Linked DNA regions of Xenopus laevis: region 1 is linked to region 2. The links are chromatin contacts, called in public Hi-C maps. All regions are on one chromosome and are shown on one strand. Each heading gives the region's core, a stretch centred on a gene start, on an enhancer-like site or on the middle of the called end of the contact. The rest is flanking DNA. Distances are from core to core; before and after follow the strand shown.

Evidence for each region. Hi-C and Micro-C count contacts between places; a contact is called where the count stands out from the background.
Region 1: a Hi-C map of the XTC cell line shows a contact between it and region 2, with 4 times the contacts expected there. The contact joins the promoter of anapc7.S here to the promoter of ift81.S in region 2. A contact is called at or near these places in 3 of 4 Hi-C or Micro-C datasets (the XL177 cell line, the XTC cell line and animal cap).

The regions. Positions count from the first base shown.
Region 1 is chr1S:150,986,955-150,992,767 of Xenopus_laevis_v10.1, reverse strand. anapc7.S (anaphase promoting complex subunit 7 S homeolog) reads left to right here and starts at 1,906. Exons shown (of 11, transcript NM_001094396.1): 1 at 1,906-2,088; 2 at 3,395-3,581; 3 at 3,837-3,956; 4 at 5,467-5,578. The coding sequence starts at 1,988.
Region 2 is chr1S:150,764,092-150,770,164 of Xenopus_laevis_v10.1, reverse strand. It overlaps ift81.S (intraflagellar transport protein 81 homolog), which reads right to left and starts at 2,327. Exons shown (of 19, transcript XM_018244202.2): 1 at 2,214-2,327.

The DNA of each region.
Region 1 (5,813 bases), core at 657-3,156, 220 kb before region 2:
TATATTACAGACAAACTTAATTTTCTGCTTGATAATTTGCAATGACCCCGAATCTTAACTTCTCAACGTTCATTATACAGCTTTTTGTTTGGCTTAAAGGGTAAAAGCAACATCTTTGGCTTTGCTATAGGCTCCTGCATCTGGGCAAACATTGAGTCTTTTAGGGAACAGGAGCTACAACTGTCTTGCTGCATATTCCTTAAAGGGGAACTATATATTGATATATATCTATAAGATATATTGGATCTGGCAATGACTATCTGACACCCAACTCCTGAATGAAGACAGAATGAAGAGAAACAGATGCTGAGAGAGGGATAGTGAATATAAACTTGATTATTTCAGAAAGGATGCAAAATTTTTAATTGATTGTATTTAGAAAGTTCAGTTTGATGAAGCTTACATTAAATTTTTATTTTTGCGAAGAGTTTCATCCCTTTAACCTTGGTTGATGTATCAGTGCAGAAGCACATTTATGTCCCTGCCACTGAGCATTCATCTGTATTGTAATCTCCACAACTAACAGTACAGAAAGGGTTCATCTGTAACAAAACGAACCCCAATCTATTTAGGGATTAGTCATGATTTTTATGATGTAGTATAAAATTTCATTCCTGAACCAGCAGCTGGAAAATTGACAAAATGTCTAGCCTCATGTCAGATTTCAAAATTGAATATAGAAAAATCTGTTTGCTCTTTTGAGAAACGGATTTCAGTGCAGAATTCTGCTGGAGCAGCACTATTAACTGATTCATTTTGAAAAAATGTATTTCCCATGACAGTATCCCTTTAATGTGTTGCACTGGGACCTGAATTTTACTATTGAGTGCTGTTCTTGGATACCAGGCAGCTGATATCTTGTGTTAGGGAGCGGTTATCTCATTATTTTCCCATTGTTCTGTTGTTAGACTGCCGGGGGGGGTGGGGGAGGAAAGGGAGGGGGTGATATCAGTCCAACTTGCAGTAAAGAGTGACTGAAGTTTATCAGAGCACAACAAAATATAAAAAATGTCCAGGTTCTGTAGTTCACTCCCCTCTGCCGGTTAAAAGATCCGTTCTCCTTCGGATAGGCAATGAAAGATATGTATAGATAAAACAGCTCTGAAAGCTCGGGGTAAATAAGAGAAAAATGAAAACAATATATAGTGTAGTATATAGTGTAGTATTTAGTACACACAAGGGTGTCCTATACCTAATAAGGAAATACTACACTATATATTGTTTTCATTTTTTTTCTCTTCTTTACCCCGAGCTTTCAGCGCTGGTTTATCTATACATATCTTCAGAGCACAAGTCACATGAGTGGGGGCAGCTGGGAAACTGACAATGTCTAGCCCCATGTCAGATTTCAAAATTAAATATAAAAAAATATCTGTTTGCTCTTTTGAGAAACGGACTCCGTGCAGAATTCTGCTGGAGCAGCACTATTAATAGATGTGTTTTGAAAGAAGAAAAGCATTACAAAGTGGCACATTAGCACTGGGAATGACCTATTGACCCACTATTGTCAATACTATTGCAGTGTGAATGCAGGACAGGCTACAGCACATACACCTCCTACGGTGTAACTATTGAGGGAGAAGGTGGAAGGGCAGATTTTGCATAAAATATTATTTGCAGTTGTATCCAAATTCCAAATCAAATTGCGCAGCACTAAGCCCTTCTTCTTCCCGCGTCTCCTCTTCCTTCCTCGGTAAACTGACGCCTAGAGAGCGATTATTCTACTAATTGTGCTTTCAGTAGAATCGCGTATTTCACACGCTCCACTAATAAATGCAGATATTGGTCCTCAGCAACACAAGATCAAAATCTATTTCGCTACCTGACAAGCCTCGCTGTCACCATCACGGCTCCTCCCTTACTTCCGCCTTCACCCGGACCGGATGTGACGTCACTGAAGGTCCTGTAGGTCCGACACAGCTGCTGGTTGTAGCAGTGCATTGGGGTGGAGTTGTGCGGGTTACTGAGTTTAGCGCTAATTGTGAAAATGAATGTGATAGATCATGTGCGGGACATGGCAGCGGCCGGGCTCCATTCTAATGTGCGCTTACTGAGCAGTCTCCTACTGACTATGAGCAACAACAACTCGTGAGTAGCAGCAGGACCCTGGCATGATATTGGCTGAGGGGGTTCATTTGCTTCTTACATTGTGTATAGAGACTGGCGGCTGCACGGGGGGGGGGAAGCTTGGGGCCCTGCAGCTGCTGGTGGTCACCTCTGTTTGCATATGATGTTTCTTTAGTGTCCTCCATAAAGTATTATATTATAAAGTATTAATGATTCTCTTTATCATCCTTTCCTATTCCTCCTGCTCATCAGCTTGGCCACTAGTATAATAAACAATTATCTTTCTCATTGTCTTTATAGATACCCTCTGACTTTTACTGTCTTGTGTCTTCTAATTCTGTGCTCAATCTGCAGTTGTTGAACTGAAACTTGCCAATTATTGATTCAGTATTTATTCCTATGGATAATGCTTATTGGATAAGACGTACATGGTATAAGGGATACCTGGGCCAACCTAGGGTTATCACTTGCTCTGTTTTGACCCGAACAGTTTGGTTTTTCTCAGGCCTGTCCGGGTCTCGGCATTCTGTTCGGTTTTCAGCCTTGTGAAAAACTAAATGAAAACCAATTAAAAACCAAGATACTCACTTTGACATGGCTTAGTTATTATGAAGTGCAGTTAATTTCTTGTTATTAAAGAAACAGAAATAAGCAAATCCGTCAAAAATAATGTTTTTTTTTTTAAAAATGAGCATTGCTCTATTTCAGAGCTTTCTGGATAACTGATTTCTGTATAATAGATGCCATACCTGTAGTTAAAGGATTGGTCTTGCTCATCAGGCAGAATAGATAGAGGTAGGGTTTCGAGCTGTGTGGGTTTCAAATTAAAATATCAGTTTGTCAAAGGGCTGTCTGTTCAAAACTTTATGGTCCTATTTAAAACATTGAGTAAACTGGATAGAAATCCATCCATTTGCATATAAGTGATATAATAGCCCTGACCCAGCATCATAGCTCCACGACATCATTGTGCCTGCCTCTGATGTCATCATGCCTACCCCAAGATCACTGCTCCACCCCCAATGCCATCTGCCACGCCCCTATTGTTCGTGTTTAGCCACCGGCAAAGGGTACCTGTGTACCAGTAACAATGTATTATAATCCATTTAATCTTTAATTCACCATATTAGGGCTGTTTAACTAAAGCCCAATGGGCTCTATGTGACCCTCAGAGTAAAATATGACCCTTGGGCTCTTAAGCAACTTTTTATGACATTACTATTTTATTATATTTTTACTTAGCCCACATCATGGGAGACACTGGACAGAACTGGCATATATGCTGCTGAATATTCAGTATGATTAATGTTTTTTTTTTTTTTTGTAGGGAGATGTTGTCTCCATCACAAAAGTACCAGTTGCTTGTGTACCATGCGGACTCTCTGTTCCATGACAAAGAATACAGAAATGCTGTCAGCAAGTATACAATGGCTCTGCAGCAGAAGAAAACCTTAACCAAGACTTCCAAAGTTAGGCCAGCAATGGGAAATTCAGCTGCTACCCCACAAAATCAGGTAGAAATACCAGTTTCACTGAAGGACAAGCCAACAACACTTTATCTGCCACACCTTTTTATTACACATTTGATCTGTATAATAAGAAAAATATGTAATATATTATGTATACATTTTCCTTTTATATCATCCTATAATAGTAGCTGTTTGCTGTACTGAGGCTTTTCCCTACACTGATAACAGAAATAGATTTACAGACGATGCCTAAGCCAAAGATGAAAATTGTTTATGTACCTTATATTTTACATTCATTAGAGTCTCCCATCAGAGATTGAGGTGAAATATAAAATGGCTGACTGTTATACCATGCTGAAACAGGACAAGGATGCCATAGCCATTTTAGATGGAATTCCTTCTCGGCAGAGAACCCCAAAGGTAAAACAGAACATTTTTTTTTTTTTTTACACAGTATGCTTTTCCATTATCTGTACCAATTTGCTACACTCCTAGTCCTAACTTTCCAATGGATCCACACTGCACAGTGACTAGTGTTGTTGGATGCAAAAGGTATCCACTAAGTGTCAGGTATTTCTTCCTTCTACAGTGGAGTGTTGTGCTGCATGGAGTTTCACTGAAGAAGGGTAGGTGCCAATTCCCTACATTAATTGAGTCTAACTGTTACATAGTGCAAGAGGATCTGTGTACCATGATCAGGGCTTCACCCCCCTGCTGCCCACAATATGCATCCTTCCTGCATCCCTGGTAGTTACTCTACTGGTACTGTACACTGAGATACTTTCACACTTCAACTTTTTTACTATAGCTATCATAAGAATACACAGCATTGTTCTGCATTGGCTTTCATACCTTAATTTATTGTATCCTGTTGGTGTGTGCTGCCAGCCACACATGATGGAATGTCCTGCATTTGTTTTACAAATGTTTTGTATGTGAAGCACATATCTTGCAAAACATCTTAGATGTATCAAAAGTGCTATTAAAGGGATAGTGTCTTTTTTTTCCCCCAAAAACACATCAGTTAATAGTGCTGCTCCAGCAGAATTCTGCACTGAGTCCGTTTCTCAAAAGAGCAAACAGATTTTTTTTATATTTAATTTTGAAATCTGACATGGGGCTAGACATATTGTCAGTCCTAGCTGCCCTTGGTCATGTGACTTGTGCTCTGATAAACTTCAGTCACTCTTTACTGCTGTACTGCAAGTTGGGGTGATATCACCCCCTCACTTTCCCCCTAGCAGCCCATCATCAGAACAATGGAAAGGTAACCAGATAGCAGCTCCCTAACACAAGATAGCCGCTCCCTAACACAAGATAGCCGCTCCCTAACACAAGATAGCCGCTCCCTAACACAAGATAGCCGCTCCCTAACACAAGATAGCCGCTCCCTAACACAAGATAGCCGCTCCCTAACACAAGATAGCCGCTCCCTAACACAAGATAGCCGCTCCCTAACACAAGATAGCAGCTGCCTGGTAGATCTAAGAACAACACTCAATAGTAAAATATAGGTCCCACTGTGATACATTCAGTTACATTGAGTAGGAGAAACAACAGCCTGCCAGAAAGCAGTTCTATACTAAAGTGCTGGCTCTTTTTGAAAGCACATGACCAGGCAAAATGACCTGAAATGGCTGCCTACATACCAATATTACAACTAAAAAAATACACTTTCTGGTTCAGGAATGAAATTTTATATGATAGAGTGAATTATTTGCAGTGTAACTTAGAAATAAAAACTACATTATAAAAATCATGACAAATTCCTTTAAGTTGATAACTGTTGAAGGGCCAAATAGACATTGATGTCCCAGTTACGTTACTGATAAAAATGCGTGCTATTGATTCTTCTGTACTGAACATACTGTAATGTTTTGTTAGAAATATTTTGTGAGTACATATTTTATTATATTTACTTTAAATTTAGATTAACATGATGTTGGCTAATTTGTACAAGAAAGCTGGACAGGAACGTTCTGCAGTAACCAGTTACAAGGAGGTTCTGAGACAGTGCCCTCTGGCGCTTGATGCCATACTAGGTACAGTCTTCTACGCTTTGTGTCTAAATGTATATTTATTTTACTGTAACTCTGCATGTTTCCCTCACCACTATATAAGCATGGGTAGTGCCATGGAAGTGGATTCACATTGACAAGAGGAGGGTCTAATCAATGCTGTTCATAAGGATCCACATCTCTGGCTGAAAATGTGCTGATCAGAAAACTCTACACTAACGTGCCTCAGTAAAAGCAAAGCTGGGCTGAAGTTGGGATC
Region 2 (6,073 bases), core at 1,078-3,577:
AAGGAGCTCCCTCCTGGTGTGGGTAGCGTAGTGCTGATGGGGGGTATTTTTTTTAAAAAAAACTACTGTTATCCCCAACCGGAATGCATGCTCTATTAGCCCGCACCTTTGGTTGGGGATAACATTTTTACCCAACAGGTGCCTTTTAAAACCGAATTCCTCTTCCCTGGAAATGACAACATAAGACAAGGCAGTCCCTGCACTTCCTCCCAGTCAATTTCATATAAAACCACTTTTATTAAAGGTACTTTAATGAAAACGCACTTTTGTATAGTTGCTTTCTATACTGCTCAGTTCTTGTTTCCTTCTTTTCAGAAGTGAGCACTACTGCACCTAGTGACGCAGGAGAACCCTGGAGCTATGAGCACCCTGAGCACCTTGCATCAATCGCCTCAGCATGGTTGTCACTTGAACCAGACAGCCTGGTTTTTGAAGGGGCTGTCCAGTTCAAAACTTCCCAACCAGTTTTGGTAGGTTAAAAAAATGGGACAAATGTCACCATTGACACAGAGTGTGACACTGTGGCCTGCCCCAAAATTATATTGGACAGGCCAAAAATGTATACCCCTTTTGTCACCAACCTCCCACTGTCTGGATTTGAATTAGGACAAATATGCCAACTCTACTCGCACGCTGAACACTAGAAATGATGTCAGGCAGATTTACAGAACAGATCTGTAAACCGAGCCAAAGTCATGTGGGTATTAACAATCCGGTCCTGGATTTTTATTGAAGGGCACCTGTTGGGTAAAAATGTTGTCCCCAATCAAAGATGCGGCCTAATAGAGCCCTCATTCCGGTTGGGGATAACAGTAATTTATTTTTTTTTAAAAATGCTGCCCGCCAGCGCTATGCTACCCGCACCGGGAGGGAGTTCCTGGTGCAAGCAGCCATGTCCGGTCACTCGCATGCACTGAATGAAAAGCTGCCCAGAGTTGCTCATTTTGCGCATGCACGTGACGTTACATGCGTGTTATTCGCATGCGAGTGGCCGGACATGGCTGCTCACAAGGAGCTCCCTCCTGGTGTGGGTAGCGTAGTGCTGATGGGGGGTATTTTTTTTAAAAAAAACTACTGTTATCCCCAACCGGAATGCACGCTCTATTAGCCCGCACCTTTGGTTGGGGATAACATTTTTACCCAACAGGTGCCTTTTAAAACCGAATTCCTCTTCCCTGGAAATGACAACATAAGACAGGGCAGTCCCTGCACTTCCTCCCAGTCAATTTCATATACAGTAAAACCACTTTTATTAAAGGTACTTTAATGAAAACGCACTTTTGTATAGTTGCTTTCTATACGGCTCAGTTCTTGTTTCCTTCTTTTCAGAAGTGAGCACTACTGCACCTAGTGACGCAGGAGAACCCTGGAGCTATGAGCACCCTGAGCACCTTGCATCAATCGCCTCAAAATGGTTGTCACTTGAACCAGACAGTCTGGTTTTTGAAGGGGCTGTCCAGTTCAAAACTTCCCAACCAGTTTTGGTAGGTTAAAAAAATGGGACAAATGTCACCATTGACACTGTGGCCTGCCCCAAAATGATACTGGACAGGCCAAAAATGTATACCCCTTTTGTCACCAACCTCCCACTGTCTGGATTTGAATTAGGACAAATATGCCAACTCTACTCGCACGCTGAACACTAGAAATGATGTCAGGCAGATTTCTAAAATATTTGCCCCTACTGTGCACAATCTGTGATGAGGGGATCATGCAGCTGCATTCATTTTGCTGAATCACCCACAATCATGGTGGGCACAGCCCAGAAGCCTCAAAAGCATTGTCTTTTTGCAACCGCAATGACACTGGAATTCTGGAGGAAAAAAACATGCACCCAAAATTGGACTTGCAGACATACAAGAGCCCTATGCTGTAAAAAATACCAGATACTGTATGTCTCATTATCCCCATCATGGCATGGAGAATAGCTGACATGATCTGCACAGTAGAACATTGTAGGATGAGCATAAAGAGTATAATCAGAGTTACTTGATCAGCACTGGAACATTGCATTACTGACTTTATATGGCAGTATTTTATTTGCAGCATTATGGACACAAATAACCGATGTAACTAGACCAAGTCTGGCATCTGGAAATCGTGAAGCCATTTTGATCACTGGCATATTGCCATTTTTAGGAAATCTGTAAAGAATGATCGTATTAGAAATCAATAAAAGGGTGCTACGCGGCGAAGCAACATCAATTCGTTACCTGACAACAGCAAAAGGTTCTCCGCAACAAACGCGCTTGAGACGGTTACCTTGACGACGCTTCCGTTAGTCTGTGACGTCGCTTCCTAGAATTAGCCGGGTTCTACAAGTGAGACGTGCTTTCATAACTGGATTACGGCTTTGAATTCTGGTGTTGTAGGGCCACCTGGAGTTCAAAGTATAGCATAGCAGTTTCTAACAAAAAATTCAGAGAGAGAGTGAGAGAGAATTTCTTGGATGGATACAAATATTTTTAAAAAAATGACTTTTTGGGGAGGCCAGATGTAGTATGGCCTTAAAGGGGATATGAACCCACAAAATGAATTGATGTACAGTTGGGGGACTATTTATTATGCTGTGTTAATGTATTTACTATGGGTAAATGGTGTCAAATAAATGGACAATTTATAAAGCCCTGTAGATTCTTTTACACACTTAATTGACCCCGTTGACGGCATAACCACTTAACCCATTGAAGTCCATGGGAAGAAATGTAGTTGCCAAGGAAATTTTTGTTTTATACACAGATTTTTCAAGCAGCAGCTGCTGCTTTTTACACTTAGAGTTGCCATCTTTGCTGATGGCTAAACCTGAACACCAGGAAGCGGGGCAGATAACATTGGGGGTGGGGCAGTGATGTAGGAACAGGCATGATGACATCAGAGGTGGACACAATGAGTAGAGTTATGACACCAGGGCAAGGTTATTGCATCACTTATGCAAACGGCTGGATTTCTATCCAGTATTCTCAATGTTTTAAAGTGTTGATGCCCAGTTTAAAACCACACAGGTGGCAACCCTATCTCTAGCGATATTCTGCTAAGTAAGTAAGCCCAATCCTTTAATTACAGGTATGAGCTCTATTATACAGGAATCAGTTATCCAGACAGCTCTGAAATACAGCAATGCTAATTTAGAAAAAAACATTCTTATTTTTGTTTGGTTTGCTCCTTTTTGCATCTGTAATAATAAGAAATGAATGGTACTTGATGGTAACTAAGCCATGTTGAGGTGAGTATCTTAGTATTTAAATGCTTTTCATGCATCATGCATTGGCCAGATTATTGCTGGTTTCATAAAGCTGAAAACCGAACAAAAACTTCAGACCCAAACAGGCCTTAATAAAACCGAACTGTTCGGGTCAAAACCAAACAGGTGGCAACCCTATTTACACTGCAATTTTACACAGAAAACAAATCATGCAGAAAATGTTACCCTGAGGGTAACATTTGATTTGGAGCAATATTATGCTTAATATGCTGTGTAAAAACAGTGTATTTTTCAGTATCAAGCTATTAAGCATAATATTGCCCCAAATCAAATGTTACCCTCAGGGGCATAACTACGGAGGAAGCATAGGGGGCCCCATGAGGCTCTAATTTATATACAAGTTTAATAAATATTGGTAAAACAGGACACCCTCTGGATATGCTGGGTCCCTGAGATTAATTTGCTGGTGGGCTCGGTAACATCTAGTTATGCCAGCACAAGGCTGCTTTAAGGAACCAGAGAAGCCAGAACTAGGACCCCATTTCTGGGCAATCAGAAACACCAACACCACAACAAATGTGTGGCAGTGCTGCCCTAAATTAATGTACTTCAAATGTGTTTATATGTGGCCTGTCTGCTAGAAATACCATAACTAAACATCCAACGTTCTTCTAATACTTTTAGAACTCACCCTGGTCAGAGTTCTTTTTAGTTGACGAAAGTTTTTGCAGATGAAAAGGTCGATGGTTGGTACCTCTAACCTTATGGGTCCCGTTTATATTCCCCTTTTATTAAAGCAGCACTTACTGAACATACCTCCCAACTGTAGAGGGACAGTCCCTCTTTGGACAGCTCAACCCGCAGTCCCTCATTTGTACTGGAAAATCCCGCTTTTCTTTGCACTGAACAGCCAGAAAAAGAAAAAAAAATGTTTCTAACTTAATTGGCTTTTGGCAGAGAGCCCAGAACAGCCACAACTGCAGATAAGATACTTTTGTAACAATTTTAAGATACGCAAGTGAGTAATTGTAACAATATAAGATAACATGTCTCTTGGAAGAAGTTAGACTCACAGCTTAAAGGGCAATTCGCCTTCATTGGCAAAACTGTAATAACTTGAAAAAAAACACAGAAACTTTCATAACCTGCCAAATTTTGTAAAATGAACATGGTAGTTAGGGGGTCTGGCCACAAAAATTGGCGTGGTTAAAAGTTCTCCCTCTTTTTACTTCCAAAATGTTGGGAGGTATGACTGAGTGCTCCAGATTCCCATGTATGACTGGAGCTGAATGGGGCGTGGACAAAAATTTCCTCAAAAGCAGCTGCAGTAGGCTGATGTCGACTTCTATTCTACTGTATCAGTGAATGAAAATACTTGTTAATCTTATAATTGGGCAGGGCCAGATCATCCTCCCACCCCCTCTATTTTATTCACTTATATTTTCATGGGGACTGAGGAAATGGGGATTGGCATACAGGAAATTTATAAAACTATTGTATCTCCTGTGCAACATCAGTATTTCTCAACCAATGTGGGTATGGTTGGGCAGCATGCCGCCCCCCTAAAATCCTGCCACCCTAAGCCCAGGCCTTGGTAGCCTTTCCAAAAATCCAGTCCTGTAATTTGGAATGAACCACATTTTTCAGGGATTGTCCTTTCATTTACAAGACTTTGTCCCCTTGCCTACAGCAGCTCACCCATCAGAATTAAGCATACCTATTAACATTTGAAAAATAGAAAGAGGTTGTGCTTAATCCCCTAATTGCCATGGACATTTTACAAAATTTGGCAGGATATGAAAGTCTGAACACATTTCTGGGAATTTTAGTACAATGTTTTCTGTGTTATAACAGTTTTGCTAATTAAACTGAAATAGCTCTTTAAGCTGCTAGTCTCAGTTTTCAAAAGAAACCTGCTTATCGTAAATAGTTACATTTGTATCTTTGCTTATCTTAAATTATTACAAATGTGTCTAAGAGCAGGCATTTTATGTTCTGGACTCTCTGCCAATAAGCCTCTTATTTTAATTAAGTTTCAGAAACTTTGTATCTTATTCTGGCATCAGTGCAGGAGATCAAAGAGAAACTCGGGACATTTCAGTAAAAAACGGACTGCAGGCTGAGCTATCAAAACAGGATAGTTAGGAGGTATGATTAAAGGAATAGTAACAGTTTTGCCAGTGTAGGGTACAAGTATATTATATTGTCTTTCCTTTACAACACTTTTTTTAAAAAAAATCTTTGGTGTTACTCTGCCTTTAGGGTAGGGACACACTGGGCGATTTGGGGAGTTTTAGTCGCCTGGCGACTAATCGCCGCGACTTTTCTCCCCGAATGCCTCCCCTCGCTCTGCGCCTGGCTAGAATGAAAAATCGCCTGCGCTAATCACACGCGGCGATTCGTTTTCCGAAGTCGCCCGAAGTTTCCTCGTGAGGCAACTTCGGGCGATTTCGGAAAACGAATCGCCGCGTGTGATTAGCGCAGGCGATTTTTCATTTTAGCCAGGCGCAGAGCGAGGGGAGGCATTCGGGGAGAAAAGTCGCGGCGATTAGTCGCCAGGCGACTAAAACTCCCCAAATCGCCCAGTGTGTCCCTTAAGCATTCATGGGGTGTGAGCAAATTCAACAAAGCCTGCAGCTAAGGGCTCATATAGGAACATTAACACCAGAAAAAGTGTTTAAAAGTAATGAATGCCTGGGAAACACTACTAAAGTTTATACAGTATAACTATGCTTCTTTGTAGACATGGGGCAACCATTCAAGCTGGAAAAATGGAGAAAAGCCAAAATTCCAATTTCCAAAAAAATTCCAAATTGGAATTTCAGCTTTTTGCTGCCCCTGTTAACCTGCAGGCTGTCGCCTGAGGCTGTA